2 separate regions of the Sus scrofa genome follow, and region 1 is linked to region 2. The links are chromatin contacts, called in public HiChIP or PLAC-seq maps. All regions are on one chromosome and are shown on one strand. The core of a region is the stretch at or near the end of the contact, and the rest is flanking DNA. Distances in the headings are between cores, read along the strand shown.

Region 1 (6,582 bases), core at 579-3,078, 170 kb after region 2:
GTATTATTACCTCTCTCTTTTAGTTATATAAGTAGTTGCTTTAGGGTGTATAGTTTACATCTTTAATCATCTGCCCTGAGGTGATGATTTCTTTACCTGTATTATAAGACACTTACAATAGTATACTTCTGTCTTGGCCTTTGTATTACTGTTGTCATACACTTTACTTTTATATATGTAGCTAACTCCGTATAAATTATTATTTTTGTTTTATTTACTTAGCCACATCCTCTGCATGTGGAAGTTCCTAGGCCAGGGACTGAACCGGTGCCACAGCAGCAACCGGGGAAGCCACTGCAGTGATAATGCTGGGTCCTTAACCACTGTGACACAAGGGAACTCCCTTATTTTTGTTGTAGAGGTCGTTTCTCTTTTAAGGAGATTTAAATGATAGAAAGAAAAAAAAAAACGTATATTTCCTTAGGTAATTGCCATTTCTAATGTTCTTCATTCCTTTGTGTATATCCATATTTCTACATGATATCATTTCCCTTCTGTTTAAAAGATCTCCCTTTAACATCTCTCCTTATGCAGGGCTGCTGTCGATGAGTTCTTTCCGCTTTTACATATCTGATAATGTCCTTATTTGCCTTTATTTTTGCAGTATAATTTTGCAGAGTATAGAATTCTAAATGGACAATTTTTTCCCTTCACTTCCTTAAAGATGTTGCTTGAGTGTTTTGTCACTTTGTTTTTGATGTATAATCTGCTGTTATCCTTATCTTTGTTCTAATATGATGTATTTTTTTCCCGATTGCTTTCAAGACTTTTTTTCTTTATCATTGGTTTTGAGCAATTTATGATGTGCTTTGTTATGTATTTCCTGTGCTTGGGATTAGTTTGAGCTCCTTGTTTCTTTGTATTTATATTTTTATTAGATTTGAAGTATTTTCAGTTATTATTTCTTTAATTTTTTTTTCTTCCTCTGCTCTGACATGGGGGCTCCATTTACATGTATATCACAATGCCTGAGCTGTCTCTACAGTTCATTCATGCTCTGTTCATTTAAAATATTTCTTTTCTCATTTTAGATGTTTCTATTGCTATGTCTTCAACTTCACTGATATTTTCTTCTGAATGTCTTTTAGACCATTGGTTTTATCCATTGTATTTTTCATCTCACACATTATGGATTTTGTCTCTAAAAATTTGACTTGTGATTTTCTATATATTCATGTCTCTGAAATTTTGAATCTCTGTCCTTATCTGATAATTCTAATATCCGTTTTAATTCTGGGTCTGTTTAAATTGTTTGATAGTTCCCTCATTATAGGTTGGATTTTCTTGCTTCTTTGAGTGCCTAGGATTTTTTTTTTTTAATTGGATGACAGATATTGTTATTTTTATCTTCTTGGGTTCTGGATATTTTTATATTACTATAAATATTCTTGATCTTCTTTTTGGACCAGTGCTAAATTAGTTGTAGGCATTTGATTCTTTGGTATCTTGCTTTTAAGGCTTGTTAGGTGGAGTGCAGCAGTGCTCAGTCTAGGGCTAATATTTCCCCCTAAAAGGCAAGTTTTTCCTGAGTGCTTAATGCCCTTGATTTATGAGCTTTTTCAGTCTGGTGGAAACAGGTACTATTCTTGGCCCTGTGTGAGAACCAGGCCGTGTTACCTCTAATCCTTTCTGGTATTTCCCCCCAGCCACAGATAGTTTGGTCACACACATGCATGGATCAGTACTCAGCTCAATACTCAAGGGTGACTTTTTGCAGATATCTGGAGTTTTCTCTCTTTGCAGCTTTCTTCTTTTTCCTACCAACCCTAGTAGTCCCACACACTCAGCTCTATATCCCCAACTCAAGGACTCTTCTGGACTTTTCCTGGATTCTCTCTCTCTGTGTCTTGGCCAGGAGGTCTCCTAAAGTGTAAGCTGGGATACTCATAGGCTCACTTCATTTGCTTCCTGATGTCCTATTTCCTGAAAACCCTTATTTCATATATATTATGTAAGTTTCTTTTGCTTTCCTTTCTCTCTCTTTTTTCCCCCTCAGAGGGAGGGGATGTGTTTATTTGTTTTTGGTTGTCTCAGGCAAAAGTTTAAATATGTTTTCTATTGCTTGGCCAAACCTGGGATTTTCAATAAAATTACGATTCAGTAGATTTCAACTGGCATCTAAAATCTTCATTTATAAGAAGCTTTCAGATGATATTGATGTTTCTGGCAAAAAAAAAAAAGACTGCTTTGAGTAGCCAGTATCTCTAGCTATTTAGTAGATATATAATATAAGCCACATATATAATTTAAAATTTTCTTATAATCGTATTGAAAAAATTAAAAAGAAATAGGTAAAACTAATTTTAATAACATTTTCCCTAACTCACTCTTCCCAAAATGTTGTTATTTCAACACGTAAACAGTATAAAATATTGATTCTTCTTTATTTTCCTGTACTAAGTCTTGAAATTTGGTATGTATGTTAGAGTTGTTGCATATCTAGGTTCAGACACTGTATCTTCATTTAAAATCCTTGGGTTTAAATTTCATAAAATTGGGGGTTTCTGTTGTGGCTCAGCGGTAATGAACCTGACTAGTATCCATGAGGATGCAGGTTCAATCCCTGGTCTTGCTCAGTGGGTTAAGGATCTGGCCTTGCTGTGAGCTGCAGTGTAGGTCGCAGACGCTGCTCAGATCCAGTGTTGCTGTGGTGTGGCAGGCAGCTGCAGCTCCAATTTGACCCCTGGCCTGGGAACTTCCATATGCCGTGGATGCAGCCCTAAAAAAAAAAAAAAAAAAAAAGAAAAGAAATTCTTAAAATTTATAGTTGAAAAAGTAGATTTATGTAACCAAGACTGAAACATACTTGTTTTCTAATAACTGAATCAAGTGTCAAAAATAATTTTCCTTTAGTATTTGCCCTTCAAATTGGCAGAACTGGTTCATCTTTTTAGAAGAATTGATTTGACTTTTTGAAAAAGAAGTTTATCAGTTGTAAAGCTATGTTTGTTCAAGTCATTTAAATTTCTTAACTCTTATGCCACCTCAGAATCATTAACATCAAATTCAAAAGGATAGTCTAAAAATTGAAACTCTAAATTTATCAAGCTCAATAAAGTGTTCTTCAGATTTTTATTGTGGATTGAAGGCAATTCATATAATGCTTTTGATTTCAATTAAAAATTCTGCATTTCAATCCGTTATGAAAATGTAAAGCTATTATTTTTATTTATGAAAAGTATCAATTTTGATATAAATTTCCATACTAACAATATCATACAATGGAATGAAGCACTGAGAGAAATATTATGTTACGTCTTATTATAGAAGTATAGTAAAAGCCTCAAGTTTTGACTCAACATTTCAGGAGTACTGTCTGTATATTGTTATATTTTCATATCTAGTTGAAATCCTTTGGCAGATGTAAAAGATTCAAAAATATCTATGCTGGAGTTCCCTTCGTGGCTCAGTGATTGACGAATCTGACTAGGAACCACGAGGTTGTGGGTTCGATCCCTGGCCTCGTTCAGTGGGTTAAGGATCCAGCATTGCCGTGATCTGTGATGTAGGTCACAGACGCGACTCGGATGCCAAGTTGCTGTGGCTCCGGCGTAGGCCAGCAGCTACAGCTCCAATTCGACCCCTAGCCTGGGGACCGCCATATGCCGCAGGAGCGGCCCTAGAAAAGAAAAAAAAAAATTAAAAAAAAAAAGTATGTATGCTATGAGTTCAGTTTTTTTAGTCTATGAATTGATAATCAAAAGTCTTATGAGACAAAACATACCCATAGCACTAATGGGCAATGTCTAAAGCTAAAGAAAACTATTTATAATTTTTCAAATTTTGAATTTAGTTATGTTTTTTTTTTTTTTTTTTTTTTTTTTCTGCTTTTTTTTTAGGCCTGCACTTGCTGCATATGGAAGTTCCCAGGCTAGGGTTGAATTGGAGCTACAGCTGCCAGCCCACACCACAGCTCACGGCAACCACGGATCCTTAACCCAGTGAGCAAGGCCAGGGATCGAACCCACATCCTTATGGATCCTAGTTGGGTCTGTTAACTGCTGAGCCACGAAGGGAACTCCCAAATTGAGTTATCTTTGATATTACTAGAAATTCTGTGGTTTTTTTTTTAATGGGCAATTGGTGGCAAAGTAAAAATCTTTCTTTCAACAGTATCTTTTATCTTTTCCTCATAACTTTCTAACATTTTCATAAGTAAATGATAATTTATTTTACCATCGCTCCATCTAAAAATGTTGCTTTTTTTTTTTTGCTTCTGATTTAATTCAAGAATCAAAAAAAAAAAAAAAGAATCCAAGATTTTATAGAGCTGGCCATAGTTACAAGTCCAGAATTTGCAAAAAATAATTTAAATTTTTTTCTTGGCCCAGCAGAGATTGGCACAACATTGTAAATCAGCTGAACTCTAATAAAAAATTAAACCTTTTTTTTTTCTTGGCCATTTTATTCAGATTTTGGGCGATTCCTTTGTGACTGTTGGAAGGAAATTGCGCATCAAATTCACTGTCCTTGCTGAACTTGTCTCTTAATATTTTTTGCTCTATCTGTTTTAATGCATAATCAACTTTTTAAAATTTGTTCTGCCACAGCAAATTGCAGTTGTTTTTATTTATTTTTAGTGAAAAATAGTTGAATTATAGGCTTGTGGTAGTTTGTAATGTACAGCAACGTGATTCAGCTCCTTTATATGGTTATATAGGTTCTTATGGCTTACAGGTTATTACGAGCCATTAAATATAATTCTCTGTGCCATAAATAGGCATATGTTGTTTATCTATTTTATATTAGTGTGTATCTCTTAAACCTTACTCCTAATTTATTCCTACTCCCTTCTTTCCCCTTTGGTAACCATATACTTCTTTTCTATGTCTGTGAGTCTGTTGCTGTTATGTAATAAGTTCATTTGTACTGTTTTTCAGATTCTACATATAAGTGATATATAATATTTGTCTTTGATTTACTCAGTATGATAATCTCTAGGTCCATCCATGTTACTGCAAATAGCATTATTTCATTCTTTTTGTGGCTGAGTAGTATTCCATTGTATGTATGTTCCACATCTTCTTTATTTTATTTTATTTTTTGTCTGTCTTTTGTCTTTTGAGGGCCGCACCTGCGGCATATGGAGGTTCCCAGGCTAGGGGTCTAATCGGAGCTGTAGCTGCCAGCCTACATCAGAGCCACAGCAACACCAGATCTGAGCCGCATCTGTCATCTATACCACAGCTCACGGCAACGCCAGATCCTTAACCCACTGAGCGAGGCCAGGGATCAATCCTGCAACCTCATGGTTCCTAGTCGGATTTGTTTCCGCTGTGCCACAATGGGAACTCCACACATCTTTATTCACTCATCTATCCATGAGCAATTAAGTTGCTTCCGTGTCTTGGCTATTGTAAATAGCGCTGCTGTGAACATTTGGGTGCATGTATCTTTTCAAAATAGGGTTTTCTGCCAACATAGGCCCAGGAGTGGGATTGCTGGATCATATTGTAGCTCTCTTTTCAGTCTGTTTTCTGTAGTGGCTGCACCAATTTACCTTCCCAACATCAGTGTAGGAGTGGTTCCTGGAATTGTCTTTGATCATGGCATTTTTATTACTCACGTTGGTCCTTTTTCTTCTACTGTTGTGATCATACTACTAGCTTTTGTATTTCTGCTCGATTTGGTGTCAGTACTAAGATTTTTTAAATTTGAAGATTTGACCGTATTTATTTTATAGACTAGGGGAATAGTTGAATATTTCAATTAAAACAGTTATTTTGATTTAACTCACAATTAGGATTTACCTAATTATCACAATAAGTGGCATCAAACACATTACAGTATACAGTAGTGGGTAGAAATGAAATCATTTAGACTGAATCATCTTGTTCGCACCAAGTAGATCAGTGATGTATTTGTGAGTAGACCCAGGCACTGCAATCCACCAATATCAGTTTAAGTAATATAGCCTTGAAAGGGAGATGGTGCAGTGGAAACTTCTGACTAGGAACCACAAGTTTGTGGGTTCGATCCCTGGCCTCGCTCAGTAGGTTAAGGATCCAGCGTTGCCCTGAGCTGTGGTGTAGGTCGCAGACACAGCTCGGATCCCACATTGCTGTGGCTGTGGTGTAGGCCAGCAGCTATAGCTCCAATTAGACCCCTAGTCTGGGAACCTCCATATGCTGTGGGTGCAGCCCTAAAAAGACGAAAGACAAAAAAAATAAATCAATTAAAATAAAAGGAGATGGGGTCCTGACAAGGCAATATATTTGTGTTTCATGGGAAAATAGTTGACTCGGTTTCAGTTTTTTAAAACAAATAAAGCCAATTCAAATTAATGAAAATGTATCATTCAGTCAACAGCTCTGTCGCCTTTCAAGTAGCCTTGTGTGGCCATGGTTCTTACATTGGATGGAGCCAGTCAGGGGCTTGCTTGCATTTGAACCTGAGGACCTCTTACCAACACCTTGATGAGATTCCACTTTTCTTGCCCCAAAGTTGCTTCTTCCATGTACGGTCCCCCTGCGCTCAGGGATTTTAGGAGTTTAGCTAAGGAAGTCTCACAACATGTGGGCTCTGAAGGATCTGAAGACTGTGCCTCAGGGGTTGGCCAGCTTCCAACTGGAAGGCCATTAG
Region 2 (7,087 bases), core at 3,766-6,265:
CCTCTCCCTCCCTCCTTTCAGTTCACTTACCCTGTGTCCACATTTCCAGCTCATTTTACAGCGATAACATCCGGGGAGAAGACTTCCTTGGAAAGAGCCACTGGACCCTTCTCTGAGTGTGGTGCTTCTGAGAAGCGTCTCCGGGGTGCTTCCAGAATGGACTCGAGGGCCCGCCAAACGGTGTGCATTGCACACAATCAGTGTTTGTTCCTCTGCTGACCTTTTCCCCTTCCAAAGGCTCTCCTTACTTGGACCGTTCACCTCCTAGAAGCTGTCGCTGAGATGCACAAAAGAGTTGGACTAACAGTAGTGGCAGGTTTTGCACAAAGTGAGAGACAATGGTCTTTTTTGCACAGATGAGGCACCTGCAGCCGCCCCGCCCCAGGACCAGATTTGGGCCACCCATAGGCAGTTCCTTGGCAGCCCTGGCCTGCATAGAGAATGCAGGACCTCAGCCTCCTGCCTTTCCTGACTGCCCTGGGAGAGAGGTCCAGGCAAAGAAGGGATGCGGGGTAAGGACCTTAGTGCCAGAGATTCCAGGAGGTGAGCTACATGATGGGGCAGATGAAAAGAACTAAAGCCCCCGGAAGTAATTTCCATGGGATCGCACCGGAAGTCATAAGCCATTCCAAAGAAAAGTCTCCAATTGGAACCATAGAGTTTTCCCTCTCCTTAGCCAAACCCAGGGAGTCACACCCAAGGACCTGCTCATCTCCAGTCTTAGCCGACTTTAGAAAGGATAAGAGGGAGGGGTCAGGGATTGCAGCCTCCACAGGCTCAGTGCCTGGAAATTTACAGGAAGTCTGTCCCCAGGAAGTTTAAGAAAGGGAGGACAGGGGAAGGAACTTGAATGAAAGGAGACTGGATAACAGGGGAGCTCCTGTGGGTTCTGGCAGCTTCGGTTCTTTGCGGGTTGTTGGATTACCGGCCTCAGTGCCCAGCTGGCTGTGGCCTACAGGCTGCCCCGCGTTCCACAGGCTGCCCCATGTGGTGGCTCACTTCATCACAGCCAGTGGGGAAGGGAGTCACCAGAGTGGCCAGGAGGACAGAAGTGACATAGTTGCAAAAGTGACATTCTGTCACCCTGCCTGTATTTCCTGGGTTAGAAGTGAGTCACAGGTCCCACCCACATTCAGGGAGGGGATTACAGGTGTGGACACCAGGAGGTGGGGATAAGGAGGGGAGGCATCCTAGGGTTTATCTGTCTTACATACTGGGTGCCAAAGAAAGCAATCGTTAGAAATGCTAGCATCGAGACTTGTGGTTGCCTGATGGGAGGGGGAGGGAGTGGGAGGGATCGGGAGCTTGGGCTTATCAGACACAACCTAGAATAGATTTATAAGGAGATCCTGCTGAATAGCATTGAGAACTATGTCTAGATACTCATGTTGCAACAGAAGAAAGGGTGGGGGAAAAAACTGTAACTGCAATGTATACATCTAAGGATAACCTGACCCCCTTGCTGTACAGTGGGAAAATAATAATAATAATAAAAAAAAACAAAATCGAAAAAAAAAAAAAAAAGAAATACTAGCATCAGAGACATGTCCTTTTTGGGGGGGCAGGGGCCCCTGTAGTATATGGAGTTCCTGGGCCAGAGTGTTGTGATCTGAGCTGCAGTTGTGACCTAAGCCACAGCTGCGGTAATGCTGGATCCTTTAATGCACTGTGTCAGGCCAGGGATTGAACCTGTGTGCTGGCCCTGCCGAGATGCCACCAATCGCGTTTTGCCACAGCAGGAACTCCGAAAGATATCTTGTAATGAAGGCACCATGACTCCCCTAGCCATCTCATCAAAGATACTTTTCCAAAAAATTTTCTTACGTTGAATAACTATTTTGATCATAACCTGATACAGAATATTTGTTCTGATCAAATGTGGACTAATGTTAAAATAACTAAATCCAGAAGAAGTGATTTTTAAAAATTTTAACTTTTGTACCTATTTCTGTAACAAAGAAGTATGATGTGACATCGATGAAAGAGGTTCAATCATAAAAATACTTTTTCTGGGAATAAAGTCCTAGGTGGCAAAGGAATGGAAATACAATTTAAAGATAATAAATTTCCAACACCTAAGGAAGAGAAATTATTTTCTTTTTCTTCTTCCTAAGGAAGAGGATTTGATGAATTTTTTAAATGCGTGACAATGGACATCAAATCATTATAGTGTTTCCCTTCCTTCAGATATTTTTTAAAGAGTGATGACGTCATTTTATTGTAAAATGCCAACATTTGCATTATGCTGGAAATTCTATCTTTTGCAGCAATTTAAACTTATGAAGAGAGGAATTCAACTGTTAACTTAAAAATGCACAAGGAAGAGTATCATTTTTTGAAAACTTTGAGGGTGTAGGTTAGCAAAAAGATGGGAAGACAATGGTTGCCTTACAGAATTCAGGGTTTCTGGATCTGAGATGCTAAAGAGTGAAAATGCATCACTGCCAGGGGTAGCGTATTAAGAAAAATTCCCAGGATTTAAAAATCAAATTCACATCTATTTCTGCACACTCTTCAACCTTTACACATTGCACATGTTCTTCCACAACAAAATGAACCCCTTGGTTCTGCTGGTTCCTCCCAACTTTTTTTATTTTAACCCAACTGAACATGGAATTTCCCAGGCCAGGGGCTGAATGGGAGCTGCAGCTTCTGGCCTACATATCAGCCACAGCAACTCCAGACCCAAGCCGCATCTGTGACCTGCGCTGCAGCTTGCCACAACATGGGATCCATAACCCACTGAGCGAGGCCAGGGATCAAACCCACATCCTCATAGAGACTATGTTGGGTTCCTCTGAGCCACGGAGGGAACTCGTCTCCCAACTTTTTGATCTCCTTATACTATTTGGGATTCAGGCTGAGCTGGGAGTGGGGACATCAGGTGGGCTCTGATAAATTCAACAACAGTTGAATATAAATACATATAGGTATTTATATATACACACCATACCACCACTGAATATAACATACTCCTATTTATTATAATATGAATTTGTATGAATTTATGTATTATATTTCAATTATATTATATTTATTATTAATTTATTGTAATATGAAATGTATATTTAGAAGTTATTTATATTATAATTTATTATAAATACATACTTAAATAATTATAATTTATTATAATTATACATATATACTTACTGTATGGTTATAATTTATTATAATTATATATAGATAATTATAAATATAATAATTATTCCTATTAAAGACAAGTGTTTGGCTGTCCCCTCTAAAAATGTATACTATGGTCTTGATCACCATGGACGGAATTGAGGCAAATATTCTACGGGTAGCTGGTTTCTCAGGAATTTGATGGGCTGGTGACAGATAGCTGCGTGGAGGATAATGTTAGATCAGGGCTGAACAGCCTGTCCACGCTCTGCCTATGTTTTAAATAAAGTGGACAAAGGTTTGTAAAAAGGAATCTGGAGGCTCTGGTTTCTCTTGGGCCACCACGCCTCATTCCCAGGATCTCAGCGAAAGGAGGAGACAAAGAGGCCTGAGGGACCGAGCCCGAGTCCCAGGATGCCCGCTGGCCCTCCAGCGGCGCCCTGTCTGTCACCCGAGAGCAGACACAGCTGCAGAGTCCCAGGACTTGGCCGCACCCACCGAGGGTTTGTGACCCAGCATTCGTCTAGATGGGGTTCCGATCCGCTCCTGGAAAACAGAGTCACAGCCCCGATTCGTACTCTCTACACAAAGGGCCACAGAAGGCGAGGCTTTGTTCCTGCACCACAAACTCACTGCGACCTCAGCGATGGGAAAAGCCACACAGGTCTCATCTCTTACATGCTCATCCTTTTGATATACCGATTGGCTGGTGGCCAAGTTCCTTTGCACTCATCACCTTTCAGTATGTTCATCTGCTAACAGTACTCAGGAAAGGGGGGCTTCAGACCCACATTTCTAAGAGAAAGAAGGAAAAGAAAAGGCCATCATGCTATAGCAAGCAGACCAAGGGCTGATGAAACTTCAGCATATAAACCTAAGCCAATAGACTTCCGTGCTCCAGAAAACAAACAAGATCCACAGAACCTCAGTTTACTTATCTCTGCAGGCGGAAGGATGGCACTTCCCAGCCCCTCAGGGAAGAAATTGATAAAGATGTCATATCTGGGAGATGAATGAGAAAAAAATTTGGAAGGGGCTGAGAGTTGAGATGTAGTATTAAGATATCGTGAAATGTGGAGTTCCCATTGTGGTGCAGGGGAAACAAATCCGACTAAGAACCATGAGGTTGCGGGTTCAATCCCTGGCTTCGCTCAGTGGATTAAGGATCCGGCGTTGCTGTGAGCTGTGGTGTAGATCTCAGACATGGCTCAGATCTGGTGTTGCTGTGGCTGTGGCTGTGGCCGGCAACTATAGCTCCGATCAGACTCCTAGCCTGGGAACCTCCATGTGCCGCAGGTGTGGCCCTAAAAAGACAAAAAGGCAAAAAAAAAAAAAAAAAAAAAAAAAAAAAGATATAGTGATGTGTTTCCGTTAATATCAATCTTATGGAGTTCCCGTTATGGCTCAGCATTAACAAACCCAACCAGTATCCATGAGGATCTGGGTTCAATCCCTGGCCTCGCTCAGTGGGCTAAGGATCTGGCATTGCCATGAGCTGTGGTGTAGGTCACAGACAAGCCCAGATCCTGCATTGCTTTGGCTGTGGTGTAGGCCAGCAGCTACGGCTCTGATTCAACCCCTAGCCTCAGAATCTCCATATGCCACATGTTTGGCCCTAAAAAGAAAGAAAGTAAGTAAGAAGGAAAGAAAGCGAAAACCACAAACCATGTCAAATATTCTATCTCCATATCTTAAACTGGACATACACTTCAGCCGAGTTTTTCTGCAGAACAACGTTTCATGGAGGGGGCAGGGGTGAGTGCATTTCACGAGTGGGGCAAAGGCTTAATAGTATGCTTCATAAACAAAGGTCAAAGGTCTAGGAGAGATTTTGGTGAGATCAGCCGATGTGCTTTGCTCTGCTTGAACCTGGAACTAGCTGAGGTCTCAAATTTCATAAGGGAAACTCTGCCCAGCAACAAGGTTTATTACGGGTCATTTAGAAACTGGTCTTCTAGCCCCAGGCATAGGGCTGTTGCTTGAAACTGCTCTAAAAACCACAGGGAACATTTTCCCAGTGAATCACAATCTGTCTGGGAGGCAAGAGGAATCTGTCAAATGTACCCCCATTTTTTTTCTTGGACCGTTTGGACAATTCAGAGAACAAGCCACGGTGGCCACAGTCCATGTTTTGTTTTGTTTCCAGGTCTAAGGAGGAGTTTGTGATTTAAATGTGATGGAGGCAGGGAGTGACTCTCGGCCAAGGTACCTGAACAGGGAACAGACTGCGGCTAACAGACCTGGGATGCATTTTCTGAGGGATTTTTTCCAAGATTCGTGGACCCCATGTCCAAATCCAGCTCAGATGAGAAACACCCACATTCCTTTGGCCCGCGTGGTGCCTGGATTCCTTCTACCAGCGCCAGAGGAAGAGGATCATTAGCCCAGAAGAACCTCTCAGGTTGACCCTCCAAACAGCCAGAGGTGGATTTCCCACTGTGGCGCAGCAGGTTAAGAACCTGACTGCAGCTGGGGCTGCTGCGGGAGGCACAGGTTGGATCCCTGGCCCAGGACCTTCCATATGCCGTGGTGCGACCATAAAAATTAAAACAGGAGTTCCCGTCGTGGCTCCGTGGTTAACGACCCAGGTCAGCATCCATGAGGATGGGCGCTTGATCCCTGGCCTTGCTCAGCGGGTTAAGGATCTGGCATTGCCGTGAGCTGTGGTGTAGCTCGCAGACAGGCTTGGATCCTGTGTTGCTGTGGCTGTGGTATAGGCCGGCGGCTGCAGTTCTGATTTGACCTCTAGCCTGGGAACCTCCATATGCCGTGGGTGCAGCCCTAGAAAGACCAAAAAAAAGAAAAAAAAAAAAAAAAAAGAAAGAAAAAGAAAAGGCAAAAAAATAAAAACAGTAATAAATAGATAAATGTTAAGCTTAAAAAACAAATCAAAAACAGCCAGGGGCGAGGAACTGTGAACAGACGCTTCTTTTGGAAAGCTCCCACTCTGGCGGCCACATGGTGGCCAGTGGAATTGTGTTCCTCACACCTCATCAAAGCCAGACCAAGCCCAGCCCATTCAGACCCCGTCTACTGTTCCCAGAGCTGCCTGGGCTGGTTTCCTTTGGCCCAACCCGAGAAACCTAAACAGCAGTTCTGCACGTAGAATTTCCCAGGAGGGGAAAGCTACTGTCTTCCAACTGGAGAGAAATCAGTGCACAGAAAACCCACTAGGGGAGCTGACGTTGTGGCTCAGTGGGTTAAAAACCCGACCTAGTGTCTCCGTGACGATGGCTTTGACATTGCTCAGGCTGCAGCCGCAGGAGGAAGAAGCAGAGAGGGCAGGCTGTTCCCCTCGAGGGCCTTGTGAAACACGGGCTCAGGTCACCTCCCTCAAATAGGCCCGTGAATCATGCTGGCCGCCTCCTGGGCACGGACGAGGTGGCAACAGCTGGTGTCCCCTCGGTGGGGCAACCCGGGTGGCAGAAGCCAGGCTTCTTTCTTGGGCTGGCTCGACTGGCCTCCATCAGGTGGGTTCCTGGTTTGCTCACAAGAAGATTCCTCAGACTGACAGTTAGCAATGAAAACTTGGGGTGTGGACCCCCTGACTCCATCAGGTGGCTTTCGGGGCAGTCTTTTACTGAGCATTGTAGGTAAGAACCAAGCTCTTCTGCCTTTCATAATCAGGGCTCCGGCATAGCTATGCTTGTGCTGGAACATTCTGTCCCACGCCAAAAAACTCCTTCACCTCAGCACGGTGACTTTTGCTCAACAGAGGGATTTTGCTGCCCTATTCTAGGAACACGACTTAATTCTACATGCCCCTACAGAGTCATGCTCCTTGGAAGGTTGACAGTCAGTAAGCCCTTCCCAGGCAAAAGAATGCGAGCTGCAGGTTCGCCCAAACTGCCATAGTGTTTGCAAAGCAAGACATTTCTATTTTGTAAATAAGTTCATCTGTATCATTTTAAAAATTAGATTCCACATAGAAGTTCCCATTGTGGCTCAGCAGAAACGAAGCCAACTA

Evidence for each region. HiChIP or PLAC-seq counts read pairs in DNA pulled down with a chosen protein or histone mark.
Region 1: a contact with region 2 is called in an H3K27ac HiChIP or PLAC-seq map of skeletal muscle. The contact joins two enhancer-like sites. A contact is called at or near these places in 1 of 47 Hi-C or Micro-C datasets (skeletal muscle) and 2 of 2 datasets of contacts at active chromatin or transcription factors (alveolar macrophages and skeletal muscle).

Annotation. Positions count from the first base shown.
Region 1 is chr10:41,194,728-41,201,309 of Sscrofa11.1, forward strand. The region is part of intron 1 of SVIL (supervillin); the gene reads left to right. Among named protein-coding and RNA genes, the nearest start is that of SVIL, 22 kb to the left of the region's middle. Within about 2 kb of position 1,829, at least 4 of the 83 cell types and tissues checked have an H3K27ac peak or open chromatin away from gene starts, as enhancers often do. A contact at or near this core is called in skeletal muscle, where this site is marked.
Region 2 is chr10:41,024,221-41,031,307 of Sscrofa11.1, forward strand. No RefSeq gene overlaps it. Among named protein-coding and RNA genes, the nearest start is that of JCAD, 120 kb to the left of the region's middle. Within about 2 kb of position 5,016, at least 12 of the 83 cell types and tissues checked have an H3K27ac peak or open chromatin away from gene starts, as enhancers often do. A contact at or near this core is called in skeletal muscle, where this site is marked.